2 separate regions of the Mus musculus genome follow, and region 2 is linked to region 1. The links are chromatin contacts, called in public promoter capture Hi-C maps. All regions are on one chromosome and are shown on one strand. The core of a region is the stretch at or near the end of the contact, and the rest is flanking DNA. Distances in the headings are between cores, read along the strand shown.

Region 1 (5,021 bases), core at 1,151-3,650:
AGGGTTTGGGACAGACTTACAGAACTATCTGGTGAGCAGATGAAGTCCTGAGTGAATGTGTATTGTTGGCATGAGCATGGCCAGGTCAAGGGCCCCATTGTCTCAGATCAGTGAGAATGGTAAAGGCTTCTCCGGGTCATGTTTGGGGGATGGCAAAGCCTTCCTCTGGTCTCTGTGTGGATTTTGGCAGTGCCCAGAAAGCACAGACTGCACCTTCCTCTTCCCATATGAATACAGCTGGAGACTGCTTCACTATAGAAAGCTACCACTAAGATTGCCTAACCCCTCCTCCTCATGCTGTGCATAACACGAGCAATGAGTTTCAGGGTTGCATAGTAGGTACCCTATGTAAGCGTGAGCACAGTCCACCCAGTCCCAGCTCTGCTCTATATGTATCTGTTGTTTCTTCAGTTCTAGCATTTCTTCCTTCCTCTGTTGCCCCAGTCATGTGTCCAGGACCAAGCCATGCTGGACATGACAGTACCAGGTATGTGTTTCCTACAGAGAACTTACAAAAATCTCTCTTATTGGAACTATTTTACACAATTGGCACTAATCACACACCAATACTTGAATCATCCTTGGATAATGCTATCAAGTCAATATTTCTGTTTCTCTGAAAATAACTGTGAAAAAGTGATATTTAAAAAAAAAAAAAAGAAAGAAAGAAACTGTCTCTTAGCCAGCCTTCATAAACATTTCTGGGTGCTTGGACTTGCATTGTTTTTGAACTGTGGATGTCCCAGCTGAAGTGATCTGAGAGCCCAGGCCTGTGTGCTGGCAGTGGATGCTCAGGCCAGACCTAGTTACACTGGAGTTAAAGAAGGGCCTGAACTTTGAGGGACCTCAAGCTGTCTAGACTTTTCATAACCTTAACCTTCAGTTCTCAGGAAAATATTTGGCTTTTAATATTTCACAATAACTTATTTCATGTCTATATTCCCCACCCACTTAATATGGCCAGACTTAAAGAGATCAAGTGTGTTCTTTCATAGCCATCCATGCAACACCCAGAGGACAGCACTCATGCAACTGGACAGCCAGGGAGCTTAGTAAATCTTCCACAGACAACAAAATCCATTTTGTAACTTCCTACATACAGCTGAAGAGGCACTCACAGCAAGCATTCACCAATCCACAGACTGTGTGTCTTCAGCAGACGTGGAAAATTCCAGCATTCAACCCTATTCTATAAGTGACCATGGCAGCCTCACAGAGGCGGCTCCTCCAGCTCACCCTCAAGATGGAGTCGGGATTCTCATATGTGATCCACCAAACATATTCTCCTTTGCTTTCTTATCACAACAGTGGATGGACTTCAAGCTCCCTGGCTCCCCCCTACCTCTAGCACCTGCCTTGCCATAAGAGAGAATCAGCCAAGAACAAACTCAGCCAGAGGCACTGTGCAGGGAAGGCATCAGCCAAGACAGAAAAGTCTCCCCTCCTGAGGTGACCAGCTCCACAGATGTCCCGGGCTTCAGAACCCCGCAGTGCCAGTCAAGGGTTTGGCTCTGCCGTGGAGCCTCCTCCACGCTCTTGGCAATGGACCCTTTTTGCTGTTATTCCTACTCATTCTCTTCTGGTGCCTGGCCCAGAGTTTGCTTGTCTTTCATCCAAAGATAAAGTGCAAGTACCGAGAAGGCCAGACAGACGGAGAGAAGGAAAGATGGAACTTATAAAAGGCCTTTGCTTGGCTTCTCCATTATAGCTCATTTGACTCGGTGACACGGTGCCTGTGGATTCCTTGGGTCCTGGGTTGAAAAGAATTATGGGATGATTAATTCTATTATTCTTTCCCATTTCATCTTTGAACTTCATTCACACCATTCCAGGTCTCCTTACTTTCATAATTGGCCCCAAAGTTAGTCTCCCCTAAAAAGCAGCATAATTGAAGGTAGTGTTACTAGAATCTCCTTCTAAGCATGAGGCACGAGAAGGATTTTTATTTGAAATGAAAAGAAGCGGTTGTGTGGGTCTGGGTACTGGGGACAGGAATTCTGACTCTGTTCCCATCAAGGCATTGGTCCGCCTGAGCTCTCTTGTCAGCTTCTACTTCGTCCAAATGTTAGAGAGACATTGCAATGTGCCTTTCAGGAAACAAAGACAGAAGACAAAATGATAAAGAACACTAGTGTGGTTTTTAGTCTGTGTTCATCTGGGAGGCATCCAGAAGAGGCAGTGAGAGACTGAAATGTTTAGTTCGCTTTGGCCGCTGGAGAGGTCAGTCAGGTCCGGCATCAACCCAGGCTTGGTCCCAGTAAGCATCTCAGCAGCTTTTGAAATGCAAAATGTGTGCACTCTTTACTGAATAACACATAGAAGCAAACAACTCTCCAAACACAGTAGGAAGGGAGGTGGCAGGGCTGGGAGTGTGAGACACTCACTGAAGACAAACCAGAGCACAGCGCCAGCAACGCCAGCAGTGACAGCCGCCTCCCGAGCCAGGGAAGTAAAGCACACTTTGGGGATGCTCGAGAGCACGATTTCTTATCATCTGAGAACAATTGCTTTCCTACCCAAGAAATGAATGTAAATGGAGACAGCCACTGCCGCCCGTGTGTTCAGCACGCCACTCAGAAAACCAAGCAGAGAGGCGACATGAGGAGGTGCCAGGGCACTTTATAGATGTGCCTGTGTCTGCAAAGGGCCTGTGAGGACATAATGGAGGCTTCTGAGCCTCCCTTCCTCTCCACCCAGTAGGTGAGGCCCACGAAGTCAGAAACACAAGATGGAATGGACATTTTCTTTCTGTCCTCAAACCACCCGATGAACAGCTGTGTCTTGGGGAAACATGGTGATCTCGGATTGGAAAGTGGCACCCCTGACCCCTGGGTAGAATACAGAAGGTAGGCAGTTGTCAGGTGGGTGTGAATATCTGAACCCAAAACACTAGCTTTGACAGCACATGGACCCTTGAATCTGCTGCTGGGAAGGTTTGCTGCAGTGCCAGCAGACAGTCTGTCTTTCAAATGGAAAGCCCAGTAAGAGCCATCTTTGGTGGAAGGTTTCTGTGGAATGCCTTAATTCTTAAATACACAATGGAACCTAAAATATGTGCTGCCATATTTTGGCACTTACATCTACTGCCTTCTAGACTTTCCCTTAGAGAATATTACCTCTATTCATTTCTATTGGGGAAGTCTGAGAACCCCCCTCCTCCCCCTACACACACACACTACCACCACCATTTCCTATGGCAGTGAGAATAGAGAACTGAAGGTTGCCATTGTGTAAACATTCTCACACCAGAAAAGAGACATCCCATTAATTTCTTTCTTACACTGGAGGTTGAACCTGATCAACTAAGCTCTATCCTCGGCCCTTCATTTTAATTCATTCTATTAGTTTTCTTTGAGACAGGATTGTGTCAAATTTACAATCCTCCTGCATCAGTCTCTTGGGTATCTAGGATTGCAGGCATACTCTACGGCACCTGCCTACCACCAAATTAAATTTATAACAGTTTCAGTACTATATAGAAGAGTATAAAACGTTGATCTAGTTGGGACATTTTAAAGATTATCAGAGCTATCTGCTGCCCTTCCCCAAGGAACTGAGTCATCTTACCCCTTGACACTAGGCTTGGCCATAGACTGTACACAGAAATGGCATGACATGAGTCCTGCTGCCAGACTTTCTTGCCAGTGTGACCTGATAGACTCTCTTCTCTCTGACAGGAGAGCATGCCCAGCAGAGGTTTCTTAAACTGGAGTTCCTAGAATGAAGAAGGCATGGCTCACTGGATATTTGTTTTACTTTCTCAGCTTGGTTTGTCACCCTGACAGATTTCCTGCACTCTCTCCTTGTAATATAATCATGCACAGCCCCTGAGAATTAAGTTATATCGTCTTCCCCGTGCGCAGGCTAAGGAAACATATATTCACATCTACCTTCCATGTGTCAGGTGACAACTTAACACTAATTTCTCTCCTTCCAGCTCTTTAGGGCAATTTCTTCACTCCCTGCCTGCACCTTCTTGATGCTGATCCTCTCAGAGGAACCAATTTGTGGAACTACAAGGGTAGAATCCAGCAAAACCGACTCTGCTTTGATATTTTCAGTAGCAAGATGTTAATAGAGGAGTCAATGCTACCAGGAAGGTCAAGAGGACTCGGATCAGGAAGGCTGAGTCTAAGAAATCTGAGCCCTTGGGTCTCTCTCAGCCTCTGCAGCATGAAGACTCAGTCCTCAGGAGACCTCTGAAGTGGTTGAGATGTTACACTTGGAGTTCATCTCTTAACTCTTAGCTGTCTCCAGCCCGAAAGCAGAAGAGACAGTAAACCTCAGCTTCTCAAACTGTGGGTATCGACCTACATAGAGAATTTGTCACTGAACAGAGCGGGGTGCAAAAAGCTTGGCAACAGTAAAACATGTCCAAACTCTCAAACACCAAAACTTGATTCAAAATCAAATGAATGCTGTGTGTTCCTGCAGCGCTCACCCATGTTGCCCTGTGCAGAGTGGCAGAACAGGGTCTTCTCCCGAGTTTGCCATCGAGTCCACCCTCAAGGATTATAATCTTCCCTAGACCTACCTCATTTCTCCTATCAACAGAAACAGAGGGGCTACATGAGTTCTGTGGCTTGGAAACTTACTTGCTGCTGTGCGACCATTTCTTAACTGAAATACCAGAGGAGCCATTCGCCTGCAGCATCGAAGGAGCCAGCACGCGTCATAGCAGCTCCTGGGCCTATGAGGTACGGTTCAAAAATGCCTGAAACTGTCTGTAAAATATCCACACACCCCCTGAAGTCACGTGATTCTAATCATTTTCCAAGCTTTGACTCTGCTCGAGAGAATGTCAAATGCTTGTCTTTTTAAGAAAGAAAAAAGAATTTAGTGCTCTGGGGACAATTATTGGTTGCAGACATACCTAAGGGAAAAGAGAAGGCGTCTGTTAAACGTGAGACAGCGTCAACGTTTCGAGAGCACTCTAATCTTTGACTTAAAACCTACTTCCCAAATGACTTAACGCTCCAATATGTCTTTCCTCAAATGGTACTCTGCTAGTTGGAATAGTG
Region 2 (5,161 bases), core at 1,318-3,817, 2.3 Mb before region 1:
TTTGGTTCTCTTGCCACCCTGCCCTTTTGAGACAGCTTCACTCCCCCAAGTGAGACAGATAAATGTTTTCTCAAAACAGAAGTGTACCAGTCTCTTGGAAGCCACAGGATGAAGTGCTTGGTTTACATGGTTTTTATAGCCTAGATATAGACTTTATCTAAAAGTACAAACGTGCAACAAACATTTTAAAACGTAATAGAGCACAAGTAAAGTATTCACTGCAAAGCGTTTATTTTTCATTTGTTTGCTGTGGTTACCCTGTGGTTTGTCCCTGTCAATTGCTGCTTTGGTGTGTATACAAAACCAGTAGACTTGAAGATGTAAATGATGATGATTTTAAAACACCGAAAAGAGAAAAGAAGTGTGCCAATTAAAAGAGCAGGATGCCAACTAAGCAAGCCCCAATTCTATGCTGAGTTGTAGTAATATACTGATTTTTTCCCCACAAAATGTAATGGTTTGACACACAAAATAATTTGAACTCTTTGAAAATTATAATTCATTTTTATAGTTACTTTGCTTCTTCACATTAAAAATAATCAATATGCTCAATTTGGCTGACCAGGCTTTTACTTTGGCAGGCACACTTTGTAATAGTAGAGGGTAGGGACTGAAGGTAGCCAAGAGGTATGTACTAATAGCTCCCAGCCCCCTTCCTTCCTCCTTTCCCTTACACTCTCCTGGCCTTTCCATGGAGGAGTTCTCTTGCTTGAGCCACCTCTGGGCCTCCTACACTCTCTGCAGTTGATAACTCCACATAGAGAGTCATTCCTCCTGAGAACAGAATTGTCACCTCAAGGCTCGGGGCACTCCCCCAGCTGCTGCAGAGTTGGGGTGCCTAGCATCTCTAAGGAGGCTGATCTGGCATCATTCTTGGCTGGAGTTTTCTCATTGCATTTCCATGTCACTGGGCGTGAAGTCTATCTGCCAGATATCCTGCTTGCTCTCAGCTAACGGCCTTCCTCCCTGTCTGGGCAGCAGGGCACACTGCACAGTTGCCAAAATTCTAATTCACGGTGGAGAATTCTACCTCCTGCTCTTTAGACCCTTGTCTGGCCCCAGCTTCCAGCCTAGCGGGTCCCTGGCTCATTATCAAGCCCTTGGGTGCCCTTCCCCCATCCTCACTTGGTCCCAGGAAATTATTTCTGGCAACAAACTGAACTTTAATGACCTGCTGCCCCAACCATACTCAACTCAACTCTCCCCTTGGCAAATTTGTCACCTTGTAGGCTCAAAGAAGCGACAGACCAGACAAAAATGTCGATGGGTGAGAGAACTCAGCCTCAGCCTTTGTGACTGGGAGATTGTGAAAATTTTCTCCGGTGACAGAAATACTGCATATGTCTGCATTTACATTTACACGAAGTGCCCTAACAATCCTAATATTAGAGATAACACAAGTGGTATATGCAGTTTAAAAAGACAGGGTTGTTATTTTTCTAGGTATATGCACCAGCGGGTAAATGAAATTGTTCTAAAGACAAATGCTAAATTCAGAATGCATGAATAAATTTTTTAAAAATTACACCCTCGAATCATGCACATCTCCTGGTGCTTCTTGAACACCTGGAAGAAAATATACACCTTGTAGGTAAAATGTAACTGCAACTGCGGTTGGAGACCAGAAGAGAACTGGTTCTTAAGAGGCTATCTGGTCAACAGTATGGCTTAAATGCTCACAGGATGATATAATCCTAACTGATTGGTGAAATCTTCTTTTTAAGTGAAAATCGAATTTGCTTTGACTTTCATTTCCAAACCTCTACACTTGCCCCTTTCGTCTTTGGAGCAGCACTGCCAGACCTGAGCCACAACACGGGGTTCAGGAGGTGCGGGAATTTGGGGTAAAGAAATTGAGATTTTTGTTTTCTCAGAAGAATCAGGGAGAACAAACGTGATACATATGTAAAACACAGTCAAATGCACTTGACAACCAAGCGCTCTATTTTGAAATTTAAATAAAGCTAAGATTTTTCTTCTGGCCTAGGGGGAAAGCTTCATTAAAATCAATTAGTTCCTACTAACCTCCAGAGAATACGGACTTTTTAATTTTTTTTTTTAAATGAGAAAGTTTAAAGAACAAGGTGCACACAATTACCTTTCCTGGGTCCCTAGTGAATACCATCGTCACACCTAGACAGGTGGCCAAGTGCAAACAAATGTCCCTAAGAGGGCTGGGTAACTCCCTGAGTGCTCCTCTGGGGTGAAAAGCATGTGTAATTAATAGATGTGTATCTATTAAGAATGTAGCGCGCATAACCAAGGGAGGCTCCAAGCGGACTGCAGGCACCTCACAGGGCGAAAGGGCAGGCCCAGGGACGTAAAGTTGGAGGCGGGAGCTGCCAGGTGAGGCCTGGGTCGCGGAGGTTGGGGCCCGCACAGCTGCAGGCGCGCGCCTGCTCCCTCCTCCCAGCCGCCGAGTCCTCCCCGCCCCCTCCCCCGAGCTCCCGCCGCCTCCCGCTGCCTCCCGGAGGCTCGGCGCTGCGCTCCACCTCGCGCCCCCTCTCCTCCGTCCCGGGCTCGCGCTGCCCTCCCCGCGCCTGCCCCCTCCCCGGCCCCTCCCTCCGCCTCCGCGCGCGCGGCGCTCGCAGAGCCGACTCCGGGGGGCTCTCGATGTAGCACCATGACAGGCATCGCCGCCGCCTCCTTCTTCTCCAACACCTGCCGCTTCGGGGGCTGCGGACTCCACTTCCCCACGCTGGCCGACCTCATCGAGCACATCGAGGACAACCACATCGGTGAGGCCCGGGTGGGCGGGGGTCGGGCGGCGGGCGAGCCCCGGGGTGGCGCGGGCCGGGCGCCCGAGAAGGTGCGGGCGTGGAGGGCCGCGGGGCGCGGGGATGGCCGGCCGCAGGGTGAGGGCGGGCGCGGGCCGCGGGGGGCGGGTGCCGCACGCCGCTTCCGCCCGGCCCGAGCTGTCAGGCTGGCGGGAGCCGGGGAGGCGCCGCGGCGGCAGCCATTCCGCTTCCTCCCCCGCCTGCGTCCTGTCAGCGCCGGTTGCTAGGTGTGGCGCGGCGGGAGGGGGCCGCGGCGGCGGCGGCGGCGGGCGCGGGGCGCGGGGCGCTGCGTGCTCTGAGCGGCGCGGGCGCGGGGCCCGGCCTGGCGCGGCGGCTGCGGTTCGGGCGGCTGCGGGCCGCGCCCATCCCTGGCCGGAGCGCCCCGAGGCCCCGGTAGCAGAGGGGAGCCCGCGGGCGGCGGGCGGGCGTGTCGCGGCGCCCGCGTTGCGGCTAGGCCGGAGGTGCGCCGGTCCCCGCGGGGCCTGCGCGGCGCGGGCGCGGGGACGCGGGGGAGGGGCGCCCCGCGGGGCCGGTTGTGTCTCCCGGGACCCAGGGACCTCCTAAGTCCTGCGCCCCACGGAAGTCCTTGCATCACATTTGCACGCTCATCCCCACCCCTGCGGAGGGAGATGGGTCTGGTGCTTCTGGCTCAGAAGACCCAGCCACCTGCAGAAGGTGTGGCCGCTCCCCGGAGTGGCCTGGTGGGTGAAGAGGGCAGCCGGTTCCCTGGGTGAGGCTACCTGTGAATTGCTTCGAGAAGACCAAATGAATGACATGGATTCGACCATGTGGATGCAGCTCACGTTTCTGCAAAGTTGAGAGAGTAAATCACGACTGCTGTGCATTTATGCACGAATAAAATGAGGCAGAGCCTCATGCCCCTTTGCTTTGTAGAATGCTTTCTCCTTGCACACAGTGGGCGCTTAATACGCGCTAAGTGCCAGTTTAGAGCGGGATTTGCTGGGCCATCCAGAATGGGAGCTAATCATGGAAACTGTCTGCAGAATGCCTTTGAAAACAGAAATCTGATGAGTAATTGTCAAGCTTTGAAATTTTTCAAAGTTTCAAAGTATCTCCTTAATAGTTTTCCCCATGTCTTCTGATAAAGGTGAGGTAAAGAACCTATGCTCTCAAGTATTGGTGGTCTGAAAAGCGGTTTAATAGAGTAGCAAAGCTGCTGAATCATATCGTGACTGAGTAGTCATAGCTAAAAGTGCTCCAGGTATAAAGTTTCTCATCATGGCTTAAACTGTAGTGATGCAGTTTCAAGACGAGTTTTCCCAGTTCCTCACTGGACTCCCCTTACTTATTAAACTAAACAGAAATGATAACAGAAAACAGTTATCCCAAGTTCCATCCATTTCATCAGTTAATTTATGTAAGTTGAATGAGTAATACTTTTATCTGGTTAACTTTCTTAACTTGGGACTACCTGCTGATTGAAAGATAATTTAGTTTTAACATGAATTAAACACAATTATTTCTTACGAGTTAACTTGGAGCCAGATGATTTAGACTAGCATTGGTAAATCATAAGCCTCTTATTTTGAGTTGGCAAAGTTTTCCCAGTATTGTGCAGCTATCTTTAAAGAGGGTCAAGGGTTTATGAATTTTCTAAAGCTAAACTTTTAAGTGATGATATCTTACTCCCAAAGGTCTAATTATTTTCTTTCAATGGTGAGAGGATTGAAAAAGAAGTTTAAATTGTTTTGGCAAGGCTAACAGTTATTATACTTGGGAAATAGTTGTTCCAGCAAAGTTTTTGAAAAATAGATGTTAAAATGAACAAACACTTGAACCCAAAGCTTGAAGAGGCTGACTGGAACTGCTGTGTGCCTCAGATGAGAAGAGGCCTTCACAGGACAGCGGGCCATGCAGAAAGAGATAGGATTGGAGCTCATGAAGAAGAACGTTTGGCCTAGCTGGTGCTGTATAAATACACTTTAGATAAAGAAGCAAGAGTCAACATACAGAAGTACTCATGAAAGCTCTACATTTTATTATTTATTGTCATTTGCTCTACACGTGATATACGATAAGCTCTATACATGAGATAATGAGGGGTTTTGTTTGTTTGTTTGTTTGTTTTTTTGTAAATGGTTGGTTCACTGATTTAATGTTTTAATCAGCTAGTGGCCCCATTAAAGATTCATGAAGAGACCTAAGATGTATATGTTATTTTAGTTTTATTCAAGGGTCTTATTTAGTATCTTATATATCTGTAAGAGGGTTAGACTCCTTTTGAATTGTTACCATTTAATCTCTAGTCAAAAGCACTGACAGACTTTTCAAAATCCGTAGTTTTCATTATTACTATTGTTTATCACTCAGATTACCCACGTTAAGTTGTGAGTGGCAGTCTTTCTCATATATATATATATAGA

The links. Promoter capture Hi-C pulls out the DNA fragments that hold promoters and counts their contacts.
Region 2: a contact with region 1 is called in a promoter capture Hi-C map of hippocampal neurons, with 5 times the contacts expected there. The contact joins the promoter of Jazf1 here to the enhancer-like site in region 1. A contact is called at or near these places in 7 of 39 promoter capture datasets (3T3-L1-derived adipocytes, the HPC-7 cell line, embryonic stem cells and 3 more).

The regions. Positions count from the first base shown.
Region 1 is chr6:50,781,025-50,786,045 of GRCm38.p6, reverse strand. The region is part of intron 2 of C530044C16Rik (RIKEN cDNA C530044C16 gene); the gene reads right to left. Among named protein-coding and RNA genes, the nearest start is that of C530044C16Rik, 7.4 kb to the right of the region's middle. Within about 2 kb of position 2,400, at least 22 of the 459 cell types and tissues checked have an H3K27ac peak or open chromatin away from gene starts, as enhancers often do. A contact at or near this core is called in hippocampal neurons, where this site is marked.
Region 2 is chr6:53,066,030-53,071,190 of GRCm38.p6, reverse strand. It overlaps Jazf1 (JAZF zinc finger 1), which reads left to right and starts at 2,567. Exons shown (of 5, transcript NM_173406.3): 1 at 2,567-2,738. The coding sequence starts at 2,624. It overlaps Gm33097 (a long non-coding RNA gene), which reads left to right and starts at 3,196. Exons shown (of 2, transcript XR_377680.3): 1 at 3,196-5,161.